Linked DNA regions of Rattus norvegicus: region 2 is linked to region 1. The links are chromatin contacts, called in public Hi-C maps. All regions are on one chromosome and are shown on one strand. Each heading gives the region's core, a stretch centred on a gene start, on an enhancer-like site or on the middle of the called end of the contact. The rest is flanking DNA. Distances are from core to core; before and after follow the strand shown. Region 1 holds the start of Lysmd3 (LysM domain containing 3). Region 2 holds the start of Cetn3 (centrin 3).

The links. Hi-C and Micro-C count contacts between places; a contact is called where the count stands out from the background.
Region 2: a contact with region 1 is called in a Hi-C map of liver, with 2.7 times the contacts expected there. The contact joins the promoter of Cetn3 here to the promoter of Lysmd3 in region 1. A contact is called at or near these places in 2 of 12 Hi-C or Micro-C datasets (liver and mammary epithelial cells).

Annotation. Positions count from the first base shown.
Region 1 is chr2:13,665,749-13,672,805 of GRCr8, reverse strand. It overlaps Lysmd3 (LysM domain containing 3), which reads right to left and starts at 3,341. Exons shown (of 3, transcript NM_001009698.1): 1 at 3,170-3,341.
Region 2 is chr2:13,822,062-13,829,118 of GRCr8, reverse strand. It overlaps Cetn3 (centrin 3), which reads right to left and starts at 4,028. Exons shown (of 5, transcript NM_001191842.1): 1 at 3,924-4,028; 2 at 2,258-2,393; 3 at 1-100. The coding sequence starts at 3,940.

The sequences.
Region 1 (7,057 bases), core at 2,092-4,591:
TGCAGGGCTGGCACTCTCCAATGGGACTCCTGTTCATCTGGACACTTGTACAACCCCAGGTTACTGGTATATACGGCAGGTGTACAATGCCAACGTTTACAGAGGATAAATCAGGAAGAACTTCATTTTAAACACATTACTTGGCACATAATTTTACCATTTACTAAAGACAAAAGTAAATCTGAACACTGAGACAGTGTGCTTGTTTCTTTCTCTATCTCCAACTCGATCAGCCTTGCACACGGAACCGCTCAGTGGTTAATAGTGCTTGCTGCCAAGCCTTAGTTCATCCCTGTATCTCCATGCTGTCCTCTGGCCTCCAAATTCATGACGTAAGAATGCTGTAGGAAGACAGAACCTTGGCTGGGCATTTGGTTGTCCGCAGCATGCAGAGAACCAGCCGCACTTTCAGAGTTACCACGAATGACTCCAGTGCTAAGCAAGCAGTTTCACTTCGGTGCTAGCACACGATGTCCTATGGGTTTGACCATTTCAGAAACTGTCCAAAATCTCAAGCCAAATGTATTTAACCATTTCTTATGAAACCCACGTCAGATATCTTTAAACCTTTGCTTACAGTGTCCACTGTTACAGTAGAACAGATGTCAGAGAACAACTCCAGATGCTCTATTCTCCCCCTTAGCCATGTGGGTTCTGAAGATGGACTTCAGTTCACCAGTGCTGGCAGCAAGAACCTTTGTACGCTAACTCATTTTCCAGCCCCTTAATATTTTTAAATAAAACACTGTTATATAATACTATAAAAAATACACTGGTTTGATATTTAAATGCTGAGAAATGACAGTAGAGAAATGCCCCACCTCTTTGTTTTGCAATGGAAGCGTTATGTTTCTATAGAGCAGGGAGCGTCCCCTGAAATCTGTTGGGTGAGGATGCCTCCATCAGACTAGCCTGTGGACAAATCTGGGCAGGGTGGGGAATGGGGTAGAGGCATTTTCTTGATCAATGACAGATATGGAAGAGCCCAAGCCACTGTGTGTGGAGATGTCACCTGAAGGCTGATGGTCCTGGGTTGTATAAAAAAGCAGCCTGAGCAAGCTACAGAAAGCCAGCCAGTAAGCAGCATCCTTCAGCCATCTTCTCTGAGTGCCTGCCTTGGCTTCCCTCAAGGATGAATGGGGATGTATAAGCCAAAGAAACCCAGTATGATGGTTTGCATATGCTCCGCCCAGGGAGTGGCAGTATTAGAAGGTGTGGCCTTGTTGGAGTGGGTGTGTGACCGTGGTATGGGCTTTAAGACCCTCTTCCTAGCTGCCTGGAAGCCAGTCTTCTGCTAGCAGCTTTCAGACAAAGATACAGAACTCTCAGCTCCTCCTTGATGATAATGGACTGAACCTTTGAACCTGTAAGCCAGCCCCAATTAAATGTTGTCCTTAAAAGAGTTGCTTTTAGTTATGGTTTTCATCACAGCAACAGAAAGCAAACTAGGGCAATTACAATGGATCCCTCTAAGACAGCAAAAACAAATATTAAACACACAAGTGTGTTATCTCATTGAAGATAAAATCTTCCAGCAACAAGGGAAAGAAAGCAGTGCCCCGGGGAGGAAGAAACTATTGAAAAGTTATGCCATGGACCCTTGAGTGCAAAATGACGTCTAGAAGGATAAACGGAAAACAACTAGAAACAAAATAAGAAAACAACCAATGGGAGGTTGGCAGGAAACAATCACAACCCCAAAACTCAGACGACAAAGATGAGAGTCTCTATGTGAAAACATACCTAAGTTTCAAAACTATTTCATTTCATTAACTCCAAGCCTTAAAATCCAGTTTCTGACCTTGCTTTACGGCAGAACTATACTGCTTTAAAAGGTAACAATCTCCACTTAGCTGATTTACTAGTAGCTATGCACTAGTCGCTTGTTTCAGCTGCTCCCACGGGTGCTACATTACTTACTGCCAAAACCCACTCCTAATTTAACAGACCCAAGCTAAAGAAAGCCCACATTTCACATCTCAGTATCCGTTTAGTCATACCTGTTTCCTACATACCTGTTTCCACTTTGTTACCTAGGTCTTTTCTAAAAACAAAACAAAACAGCAAAACAAAGAACCCCACATCTTCAATGGAGAGGGTATCTGTCAGTGTTGTGGAACCAGTAGCAAGCTGCATAAATACACGTACAGCCTCTGCAAGTATCCGTTTCGGATCCTCACAAGCCGTCCATGAGCAGAAAGGATTCCATAGAAAGCAATGCATATAGGGGGTTATGTTGCCTTACGTATGCTGTCCCTCTAAAGCGCTCTCCCTTGCATTCTTAGTACAGGTATCTGAAATTTACTCAAGAATACCTAGAAGCTATTGGAAACACTATTTATATACCAGTCTTTTCGTCGCCAGAGTCTTAACTAGGAATCCAGACATTTTCCTGCATCTCATTCTATTCCTCTAAAACGAAAGAAAAGCAGAATAAACAATCTGGACACTCATGTTTGACTCACTAAGAATTGGCTGTGTTCATCTGTAATCCAAGTGCCAAGCTACACTTTGGCCCAGGCAGGTACTGACATGTACAAACTACCACAGATTAGAGTACACAATATACCAGTCACCAGCCTCAATTCTCTTTTCCTCCCTGAATTCTCTCTGGGATCTATGGCTTCAGAAAACTAGAACATGTTGCATACAGCACCGCTGACAAATGTCCTGAAAGTGCTCATCGATGGATACAGTGAGTGTGTTTTCATCCACCCGGTCTAGACCGGAAAGTAACTCCCTAAACCCTTAGGTGCTACATAGTAATTGCTGCTGGGTATTTGGTCTTGACCTTAGGCAGGGAGTTAACAGAAGACTCACAGGGCACAAGCCAGTTCAGCACTTAGGACAGAATTACCCCGATCCAATTCACCAGGGTCAATTTTAAACCAAAGCATCAACGAAACTTCCTCCTTGTTCTACTCCACTCGCTTTTATTTTTATTTTCATTTTTCCTTTTCCTCCGGACGTCCCCCGCAAAAATTACATCTCTGTTTTATAAGTTGCAGCATCAGATGGGGACGCTTCGGAGCAGATGCTACGGGGACAGAGTGGCCCGGAAAGAGCTGCCCAGAACCGGGAGGTTAGAGTCCTCCCCGAACCAGGGACGGCGCCCCACGGTGACCCCCGTTCGACGTCGTGCCCCGCCCCGCCCCCCAGCCACTGTCACCTGTCTTCTAGCAGGGGCGCGGCGACACGGTTATGTACGCCACCACAGCCGCGGCCCCGGGGAAGTTCATGACCGACTCCCGGTCCTCGGATGTCTGGGTCCGCTTCTGCCACTGTCGCCGCCTTCGCCGCTGTCGCCGCCGTCCCCGCCTTCCGCACCGACAGCCGCCGCCACGTCCGCAAACCTGCGGTGCGTCATCGCGTAGAGTAGGCGGAGGTGCGAGGGCGCGGGCAGGGGCGGGGAACCCAGAATCTGGCGGCCAACCGCAGGCCCACGCCAGCACGCAGGCGCACCGATGCGACGGGGGCGGGACCTTTAGTCAGCCCTGCCTCTAGCCCCGCCCCCTCCGGGGCAGCCGAGCCGAGTTGGACCGCTGCTGATTGTGCAAGGGGGCTAAGAAACGTACGGAGCGGAGGACATGCATGGGGAGGAGCCAATGGAGGGCCGCTGTGCATTTCTTCATGCCCCGTGTCTGTAATTTTCATCTTGGTGGGGCAGAGGAAAGCAAAAGCACTGGGTTTACGTCTGTGCTTTAGGAAATCAAACTGTGAGCCCTAGAGCAGCATGAAGGCAGACCTTGGGTCCTTACGTGAGCAGAGTGAGTCACTTAAAGCCAAGCCAGGGAAGGGTTTGTCCTAGAGCTGCACACCAAAGGCAACAAGGTTACCAACGACTTGTAACCTAGTTGGATTTGAAAATCAACAGGACGTCTTTGGTAGTTAGTGTTGCACTATCTGATGTCAGTGAAATAAATACCTCATGTCTTCCGACTTAATTTATATTAGAAATTTGCTGAAGGGGTAGGGTATTTATGCAAATGATGTATGGCATTTTAACAGTGCGCCTGGTGATTTGTGTTGACTAGGGACACTACACTTGACTAAATGCTTACCCATTTAAGTCAACACTGCTTGAACTCCGGATGTTCCGCACTTTACTGGAACGCTGTTCCAAACCTTTTCCAATGGGTTTTGTTTGTTTGTTTGTTTTGTTGGTTCCTTGGTCGGTTCGTTCTGGAAAGTACGTCTACCAGGACTGGGGTTTTTACTTACATTGCAATAGGTGCCTGTGTGAAAGGCTAGGCACTGTGCTGGACAATGCTGTAAACTCCAGGCAAAGACAACTGGGAAAAAAGTTTGCCCAAGCTGTTCTGTGCACTCTTGCCCCTATGACACCGCTGTCCGTAACCATTTATCACGGAGACATTTTCTCATCGGGAGACAAAGGATATATTCCGTCCTTGACGTGTAGGGCTTCACCTCTTCAGTTCTCATGAATGTTAATGGGATGCAACTTTCTTTTTGCAAGTGGGTTACTTTTCTTATTTTAATGTCAATAGGCCATGGACTCCTTGGGAGACTCTGGGGAATAGAATGAATTCCAAGCATTTCTTCAGGGCTGCTACCTGTTTGCTTTAAAGAAACATTCTACATGATATCTGCAAAGCTTTTGAATGATTATTTATATCTTACTAAAATCGTGTATTTTATTTGTTTACAATGAGGCCACGATATGTGCATATTTTATTATTAAACTATCACAAAAGAAGCCGTTAGCTACAAATGTTGGCTGTGTTCCAAAAATGCTGGCCAATAAGAACAAGTATTTGTCTTCGGAAATGAGGGTGTTCTCAGCAATCTGAAGGGCAAAAGGAGTAGCTTTTCCAGATCTCATCTGATATGCTGTCCATTAAAATGTTGCAGTTGAAAGTACATGTCTCTAGGAATTGGTGTTTTTGTAGCTAACATTTAGGTTTAGACAAAGTAAATGCAGTGTTGTATAGAATTAATTGATACAACTGTGAGACACCCTTTGCTAAAATTCATTAAAATTAAAAATAAAGTTAACTAGAACACAACTTTGCTGAGTATGTACCTTAAATTCACTTACAGATAACAACTGAATCAGAGTGTTCATCAATAGCTAACTGGATCCTTTGAGTTCCTTAAAACAATGTAATGTTTGATCAAAAGATTAGGTTTCTCTTTCTTTATTTATTAATAAATTTGTCTACAAAAAGGAATATGTACAAGAAATGTATTCCAGTCATTGCAGATTTAGTTGTTTTATTTTTTAAAAAGCACAAAATCCTGTGTATCAGGACATGTATTTAGAGCAGAGAACCCAAATAAAACTCCAGACAGGTTGCATGTGTGCCTGTAACTCAGTGTTGGGGGCCCAGGAGAGTGAATTCAGGAGGACCACTGAAGCTTGCTGGCCACCAGCCTAGCTTCAAAGTTCAGTAGAAACCTCTGTCTGGGAGGAAAAAGACAGAAGGACAACAGGACACCTGTCTTAGTTAAGGTATCCATTGCTCTGACAAAATACCATGACCAAAAAACAAGTTGGAGAGGAAATGGTTTGCTGTTGTCATGGAAGGAAGTCAGGACAGGAACTGAAACAAGGCAGGAACCCAGATACAGGAGCTGATGCAGAAGCCATGGAGGGGTGTTACTTACTGGCTTGCTCTCCATGGCTTGCTCAGCCTGCTTTCTTATAGAACCCAAGACCACCAGCCCAGGGATGGCCCCACCCACAATGGGCTGGGCCTTCCTCATCAATCACTAATTTAAACCAACACCTTACAGGACTGCCTATAACCCCATGGTATGGGCTCATTTTTTTAGTTGAGGTTCCTTCCTCTCAGATAACTGCAGATTGGGGGATATTCATGACTATGCACATGTAGAAAGATTCCCAAGATATATTTTAAAGATTAAAAAAATCCAGTTACATAAGAGATACAGTGTGTTTTCCTTTGGGATAAAACTTAAATGCACATGTCCAACTTTATTAGCAATAAAATATTAAGAATACATACAGTGTATGTTGTAATAACTAGACATGGTACCCCAGAGCTAACTGTGCATGTCTGAATTATTCTTAAGTTCTTTGGAACTTTGTATCTGAGGGATGCATACTTGAAAATATTTCAATTCTATCAGAAATTAATGCCATTGCCGAGGTCTCAATTAGTTTTACATTGCTTCCTGGGCCCCTGGGGCTAACTTCTTTCAGCCCTGTATTGCCACTCTCTGCTACTTTCTATACCTTTTTAGAAGCAAATCTGGAAAACACTGCTGTACATTAAAGAAACGGTGAAGTTAATTCTGAATGGACTATAGAGTGAAATCTAAAATGCCTTCAGTTGTAATTTTCAAACAATTTACATAGAGAAAACACTACTGCTTCTCTTCTTCAGACATCCTGAAGGTAGAAAATAAGTCACTGCTTGCTTTAAATCTGTTATGCTGTTGTGGTAGACGGAATCCTTACTCGCCTCTCACCCTATAGTTTTAAATATGGTGATTATTATAATCATAGTTTTGCTACATATAGATGAAAGAAGAGTCAAATATACTGTGGGACTATAGAGAATCTTTTAAAAGCTTGTAAGCCATTTAGGGAGATTAAATATGACTCAAAAATAACCATCTCCAATGTCTCCAGCTATCCAGATTTTATTAGATAAAAACTAGTATCCCAAGCACTATTCTTAAGGTAGGTAGTAGAGATAGATAGGAATAGTTATATGCCTATAATTAAGTAGGTCACCTATTAAAATTCTTTTTTCTAATGGTCTTTATAAGAACTATGGTCACACAAGCAAATCATAAATTAATGCTCCTAGATTCTACAGCACACTTAAGTGTATGCCTACTGTTGTTTAAATATCGGCCCATGCCCAGACATAACACACCAAGACAACATGGTTCCACGTGGAGAGGTTTAATGAGAGAAGAAGAGGAGAGGAGAGGAAAGGCTGGCTATGAGCACGTGGAGGGAAAGGGGGGAGGTAGAGAGAAGGGACAGGGAAGAGGGGAAGAGCAGGGAAGCAGAAGAACCAGAGCAAGAGAGGAGTAAGAGGGAGGGGAGGGGGCAAGCAGT
Region 2 (7,057 bases), core at 2,779-5,278, 160 kb before region 1:
CTTCAAATGTGATCTTGCCTGTGGCTTCTCTGTCATAATCTTTAAGAATCTTCAATACATCCGCCTTTTTCACATCAAAACCCAAGGCTCTCATTGCCACCTTTTGGATTAAAAAGGAAAAACAAATTGTAACGCGCTCCTTACAAAAGAAGCATCATTGATTTATCAAAAAGTTTCCATCTTAAAAGATGACAATAGATTTCTAAAGCACAATTATTCTGTATTTTTAATCTCTAAGTTAAGAATATGACACCATGTTGGTTTTTCATTTTGAAATTAGAAATTATTTTCATTGACATTTTGCTATTTTATATGACCAACTAATTAAAGAGTTTACAAAAAATACATAAAACAATGCATTAAATACAAAGATAATAATTTGTTACATAACACATACAAATATATTTCCAACTTCTGAATTCTGAAACAAAGAAAGCACTATTTTCTCTCCTTCAACATAAACGCTATGTGTTTGTTTGGAGACAGGGTCTGCACATCATGTAGTTATTTTCATATAGTAAAAAATTTTAAACTAATACAAATAACATTCAAATAAGGGATATAGAGACATGTCACAGATATGCTCTTGGCGCATAAAAGCAATAAAAAGCATAAAAGTCTCAGGCATCCATGGTTGACATAGTGGAACTGTATAATCTGATCACTCAAGAGACTGAAACAGGACTGTCATACATTTGAGACCAGCATGGGATACATATAAAGATCCTTTCTCAGCAAACAAGCAAGCAGTCGGCATTCCCAGCGGAGCAGGTATAATTAGCTGCTGCGGTGCAATTAGTTTCAGATGACTGAGTTTACACAGAAAACCGCTGCTAGTCCCAGGAAAGGAAAGCTGGGTTAGTAGTCAGTGAGGTCTTCTAAGTCAGTGGTCCCTTACTGAACAGAGGAAGAGCTGAAAGAAAGGACGTGGAGACAACGACTGGGATGAAGGTGTCCCCGTCTGGACCGGGAGGCTCTGGGCAGAAGAAATTCCTAACTAAGGACAAGTGGGAAGTGGAGACAGTAGCATTCAAAGGTCATTGAGCGGAGGAAGCTTTACTTAGCATACAGGGGACAGCCAGAAACAGCTTATGAGCAACGAACATAGTCAAAGGATTCAAGAACAACAGGAATTAATGGTGGTGTAAAAGACAAGTCAGAAATGAGGACGCTCCAGCTATGAGACAAAGTCCCCATCTGTGATGGTCAATGACAACGAATAGCTAAGACACTGGACAGGAAGAACTCATGCTATGTGGAGGAGGGGAGCAGCAGCAAGAGAACAGTGGGTTAGGGAATGAGCTAAAGGAGGACCTCAAGACTGAGGCCAAAGCTTCAAAGTCTATTATTACTTTTAAATAGTCTATCATCTCGCTACATAGATTCTACCCCTATAATGTTAAAACTACTAAATGAACTTTTAAGGGTACTTAAAGAGATCAAAATGTGATCCTTCTTACTAGGCTGAACGTGAGAAATGTGTTCATAACCAATTTCCCCTTCCCTCTTTACTAGTAATTAAAGCCTTGGGTAGGACATTTTCCTTCTGCACGTAGCAACATTAGGCATCAGACAATTTATATCCTTTGTAACAGAGAAGAGTGTACTCTAAGAGTGTGCTAGTATTATCTTAAAAATTAAAAGTCAATCTCAAATGTCTGAGCAAAGTCAATGATCTCTCCATTTCAAAACTGTCAGTAAGAGTTCTCGCCCTAAAATCTTGAGGACCAGAGTTCAAATCCCCATCACTCATGTAAAGACAGGCATAGTTGTGGAGACAGCAGCGATCCCCAGAGTTCACTCTCAAGTGCTGAACTTCCAACTCAGGGAAATAGCCTGTCTCAAGGCAGTGGAGTAGAGTGATGGAAGATACACAGGCCCTATTCTGCCCACCACATGATACACAAGGGGATGTACAGGCCAGCAGGGGCACATGCATATGCCAAAAAATTTTGTTTTGTTAAAAATCTGAGCTATATCATCACACAGAAGAAAACAACTGTAGGAAGAACATGCTAAGAACTGTCCCTTTACTGGGTGAATGGAAAAGTTAGACTTCCCATCAAGATGCACTCTTACACTTAAATACAAGGTTCTAGAAGCCATACTCCATTTTTACTCCGTTTTCTTGTAGCACCTGTGGGTGGGCACTACAAACAGCCTCACAGTTCTGAAACAAGCTTCTAAAGTAGACTTTAAAGCAACAGGCACAAACGCAATTGAGTTAAACAAAAATGGATCTTAAATACCCTGTTACCTTTAATTCATGATAATCTATGGCTTGGTCTTTGTCGGTATCAAACAGTTCAAAAGCATCTTTAATTTCTTGCTTCTGTTCTTCAGAGAGTTCTCTTCGTTTTTTCCTTTTTGTTTTGTCTACTACAAGCTCACCTCTAGGACACAGAAAAATGCCTTTAGTCTACTTTAACCCAACTTAGGACAAAGAATCATTTTCTAAATTTCAACAGAGTAGTCTGGCACATAAAGAAACTGAGCCTAAGTTAACGTCCTGTAGTCCAAATGTACTTTTATAACCGAAATCCTAATCAAAGTTGAAAGCATCATACATATTATTCCTGTCATCTACCAAGAACATAAAAATAACCAAAAAAAAAAAACATACAAAAGTGAAATTCACAAATGACAACCAACTCACAATTACTACAAAAATCATCCATAAAACTTAAAAGATTACTTTAGCATTCTAAGTCCAAAATGTTTTTAGATTATACATTTCTAACAGTGCTTTGTGGTTTTATTCCACTGATATTAGCCAGGCAAACTATTAAAGGGCCTAAACATGCAAATACTAGGCGCCCAGAATCGCAGCATCTAATACTCGTGCTTAAGTCCACGACGTGATGTTTAAAAGTGTTTTAACTCTCACTTAACATGTAAACGATAGGTTAGACGTCTTCATTTAAAAACTCTGAAGTTTAAAGGAAATCTAAAAAGGGCACTTGGATCTGAAAATGTCTGCCTTAAGAGCTGCCAATGCAAAAAGCAGTCCAAATGTTTAAACGAGGATACGACACAACACGTGTATCAGCACGTTTTAAAAGATGGAAGCTTTAAAACCTCAAAATCTTAAAACTCGGCTGACTGTAACAGCGTCTCGTCAGGAACGCCCTCCGGGTGGACCAGACGTGGGAGATCAGTGCTGAGCGGGTGACGGTGGCAGCCAGGAATCTTTCTCACGTGACCCCAGCTCACACACACACACACACACACACACACACCCCCAGGCTAATGCGCGGTCACACACACACACACACACACACACACACACACTCGCCACACACCCACCCCAGGCTAATGCGCGGACACACACACACACACACACACTCGCCACACACCCACCCCAGGCTAATGCGCGGACACACACACACACACACACACTCGCCACACACCCACCCCAGGCTAATGCGCGGTCACACACACACACACACACACACACACACTCGCCACACACCCACCCCAGGCTAATGCGCGGACACACACACACACACACACACACACACACTCGCCACACACCCACCCCAGGCTAATGCGCGGTCCGGGGGCGCCTTTAAGTGTAGATGGACAGGGTGAGGAGCCAATGGGGAGGGGGGATGTCCGGAAGTGACTGGAGGGTGTCACGGAAACGAGATCCACCCAGGACGCCCAAAGCACAGCGTGCCACGGGACCCGGGCAGAAAGGCGAGCTCTCCTGTGACTTTCCGGAGGAAGCAGGCGGCCAGGCCCGAAACCCGCAGATGCGTGAGGGAAACCTCGCGAGACTTCACTCGGGGAGCGGCGCTGTGGGAGGCGGGGACCGCCGAGGTCTGATGCTCGGCACTCCTCGTCCGCTCCCGACTCGGCCTCCCTTCCACGCCCTCCCTGGCCCCTCTGGGGAACGGAGGCGCGGCCTCCTCGTTACCGACCTCAGAGCTAAACTCATTTTCTCTTCCGACAGAGGTGTTCCGCTCAAGGACTTTACCACGAGAACCGCTCAACAGCCACCAACCTCCACGGCCTCGGGGACCACCCACCTGACAGAAGTTTCTGGGTGCGATTGGCCGAAATTGCCAACAGCCGGCCCATTGGGGCGGAAGCGTCGATTGTCTTCTGTTTCCATTGGTCAGCATTCATGTCAGTCAAGTACACATTTCGCCCTGCTGTCTGTCTGACCCCTTGGATTGGCCAGATGCTTTCCTGAATCCTTTGCGCGCCTGTTAAGTCACCACGCGGGGTTCAGGCAGGCAAGGCTAGGCTCTACGGGTGACATGGTGCTGGAGTTCCGAGCACGCGTGCACAGCGTCGACCGAAGGAAGGGGAAGAAGGCACGGCACAAGCAGCCTGCTCAGACGGAGCAGTGATTGAGGAACCAGGTCTACAAAAAGATGTACAATTCTGGGTGGCTGGTACACCCGAGAAACTTAAATCTAAAGGTGATGTTCTCCAATCTTAGTTCAGTAACGACCAAGCTAAGCATTCTTCCCCGTACAGCTTTCCCAAGTGATTTTAAGGCAGACTGGATTAGTCTTTTCATTTTGTTGTTTTGTTAGGTCATGTACAGTGAGACTACCTAAACCATCCTTTTCTTCTGTGCGACTTGCAATGTATTTGTTTGCTTCTGCTCTTCACTTTCTAGTGCTGTAAACCTTGTGTGTGCATTCTATCTCCACTCCCCACCAAGCCTCTTGAAGCTTACTTCGATCACCAAGCTGCTAGACCGACTGTCCTCAAGGCCACAATTCCGTTTACACGAATATTTGTACCAAATGAAATATCTGGAACTTAGGTGTTCCATAAATACTTGATGCGTAAAACGAAGTCTTATTGTGGAAAACTTGGAAACTCCTGAGCTAACCAAGCAGTTCTTATAGGCATAAATACAATAAACTGGGGCTAGGTGTTAGAAAAGGGAAATACTATATCTAAATTTGTATGTGAAGGAAGGACACTGGGTAATTGGCTGTGTATGAGTTAAGCCTGGAGTGTAGATAGAAATTTGACTAGAGAGTTGGGATAGAACTAAAAAGTAATAGCTAAATGGTAGCATTCCCAAAACCAAAGTAGAGAAATGAAGAACTTGCTGGGCGTGGTGCTACATACTTTTAATCCCAGCACCCAATAGACATACAATCGGATCTCTGAGTTCTTTACATTGTGAATTCCAGGCCAGCCAGGACTAGTAGTGAGACTCTGCCTAAAATATAAAATTAAGTACTTTTATTTCTTAAATATTTAATGTTAACTATTTAGTGCACAGATATGAAGTTAAGTTAAACATTGTACAATTACCAGTGATTCATAAGTGACTGTTCTGGAGGCTGTACATAGATCATAGTGGTATGATAGGTAGAATAATAGCTAAGGCTACATCTTGGTATCCTGAAACCATAAATATGGTACCTAATAGGGGAAAAGATGTCTACGAGTCAAATTAGAATCCACACCTTGAGATATAATGTTAAAATGGGTCATGAGAGGGAACAGAGTCTAATCACAATGTCTAATTCTGACGAGTACAGGACTTTTACCCACCTGTGATCAGAGCCAGAAAAGACTTGTTAAGGCTCAGTCTGTTATCATGGTTTTGAAAACAGAGATGTAGAGAAGCATTCCCCTGAGTCATGGATGCTAGAAGCCGAAATCGAACAGTGAAGAATAATGATGTCCCTGGAAGCAGGAGTGACAGACATCAGGACAGTGATGAACACCACCAAATGCAAAAGCATAAATTACTTAAAGAGTTATGAGACTTTGGCAGGATGATTTATAACTCAGTTGTGCAGTTTGCCAAAGTAAACTTCGTAGATGGCAATATTGTTTCCCAATTTCAAAAGACTGGGTATGTCTGCTAGACATTTCCAGAAGAATCCCAGTCTTTCCAACCAGTTTTTGGCCCAGTGAAGCCTACAGATAGTGTCTGACTTTCAAAACTAAAAGCAAACTTGTGATAAGATTTGTCAGAGCTACTATAAGGTACTTTCACAAAGAATCTGTGAGAGACAGCACAATTACATAGTTCAAATACCATTAACGCTTACCAAAATTCTGGAATAGACCCCTTACTTCATTAGTAGTTTTTGATCCCATGAATCAGTTTCAGAAGTCACAAAAGCAGTCATATATCCCACAAGCTTCTTGTCTCTTTTATAGTTTGGTTTAGTTTCATTGTCTTGTGTTGGTGAAGATTATGAACTATAAAGAACAATCTAAACCACGGGTCTTAAATCTGTAGTAAAATTATTTCATTTTCTGGTTTGGTGTTTGAGGAAAATGTAAAAATGTGTTTTGTTGATTACCTCCCAACACCACTCGTGATTTAGGTATCTTTCTAGTCAATAAAAAAATACAAACCATTTAAAAGGTCTGTGCAATTGATGAGAGCTGTGTTACATTTTCAAGGGAAAATATCATTGATTTCGACCAAAAATCAAAAATTGTGAATGAAATATTTGAACATTGAGTTTATACTTAAATTCATATTTATTAAAGAAAGCAAATAAAATGATTATGTATATGCAAAAAAGAATGTCATTTCTTTAAAATGTCATAAGCCAAGACACACTACCTCAGGGGATAATGAATGCAGTGGAGTAAGTACCACTCATATGCCTGTCTCAGATCCTTAGTCCTCCAGATTCCAACAGCCCTAGCTATTGAAAACTCACAGCTCAATTCCTCCTGGGCAATTGCTCTCCACAAAGTAAATTCCTTGAGCAGTAATATACAACTTCCATACAGGCAAGATGCACCCAAAGACTTCTCAGTATGAAGGAAGGGGAGGCTACTTGCTTGTTTGTTTTCATTTTTTTCTAAAACAAAGAAACAAAAGAGACTTCTCCAACTTCGCAGCTCACTCTGCAGTCCTCTGAGGCTTCTGTCTTAATCACCTCATAGTTCACCTTCTCCCTCTATCCAATCTGCTCTGCTAGTTCCTTACAAAACTTGTTTCTAAGAAGCCTTCTGTTCAACCTAATTTGCATACATCTCTATTATAGTGTCTTTCATACACAATCTAAGCTACAGAAATATGATAGATTTTTTTTAAAAGGGAATATAAGAA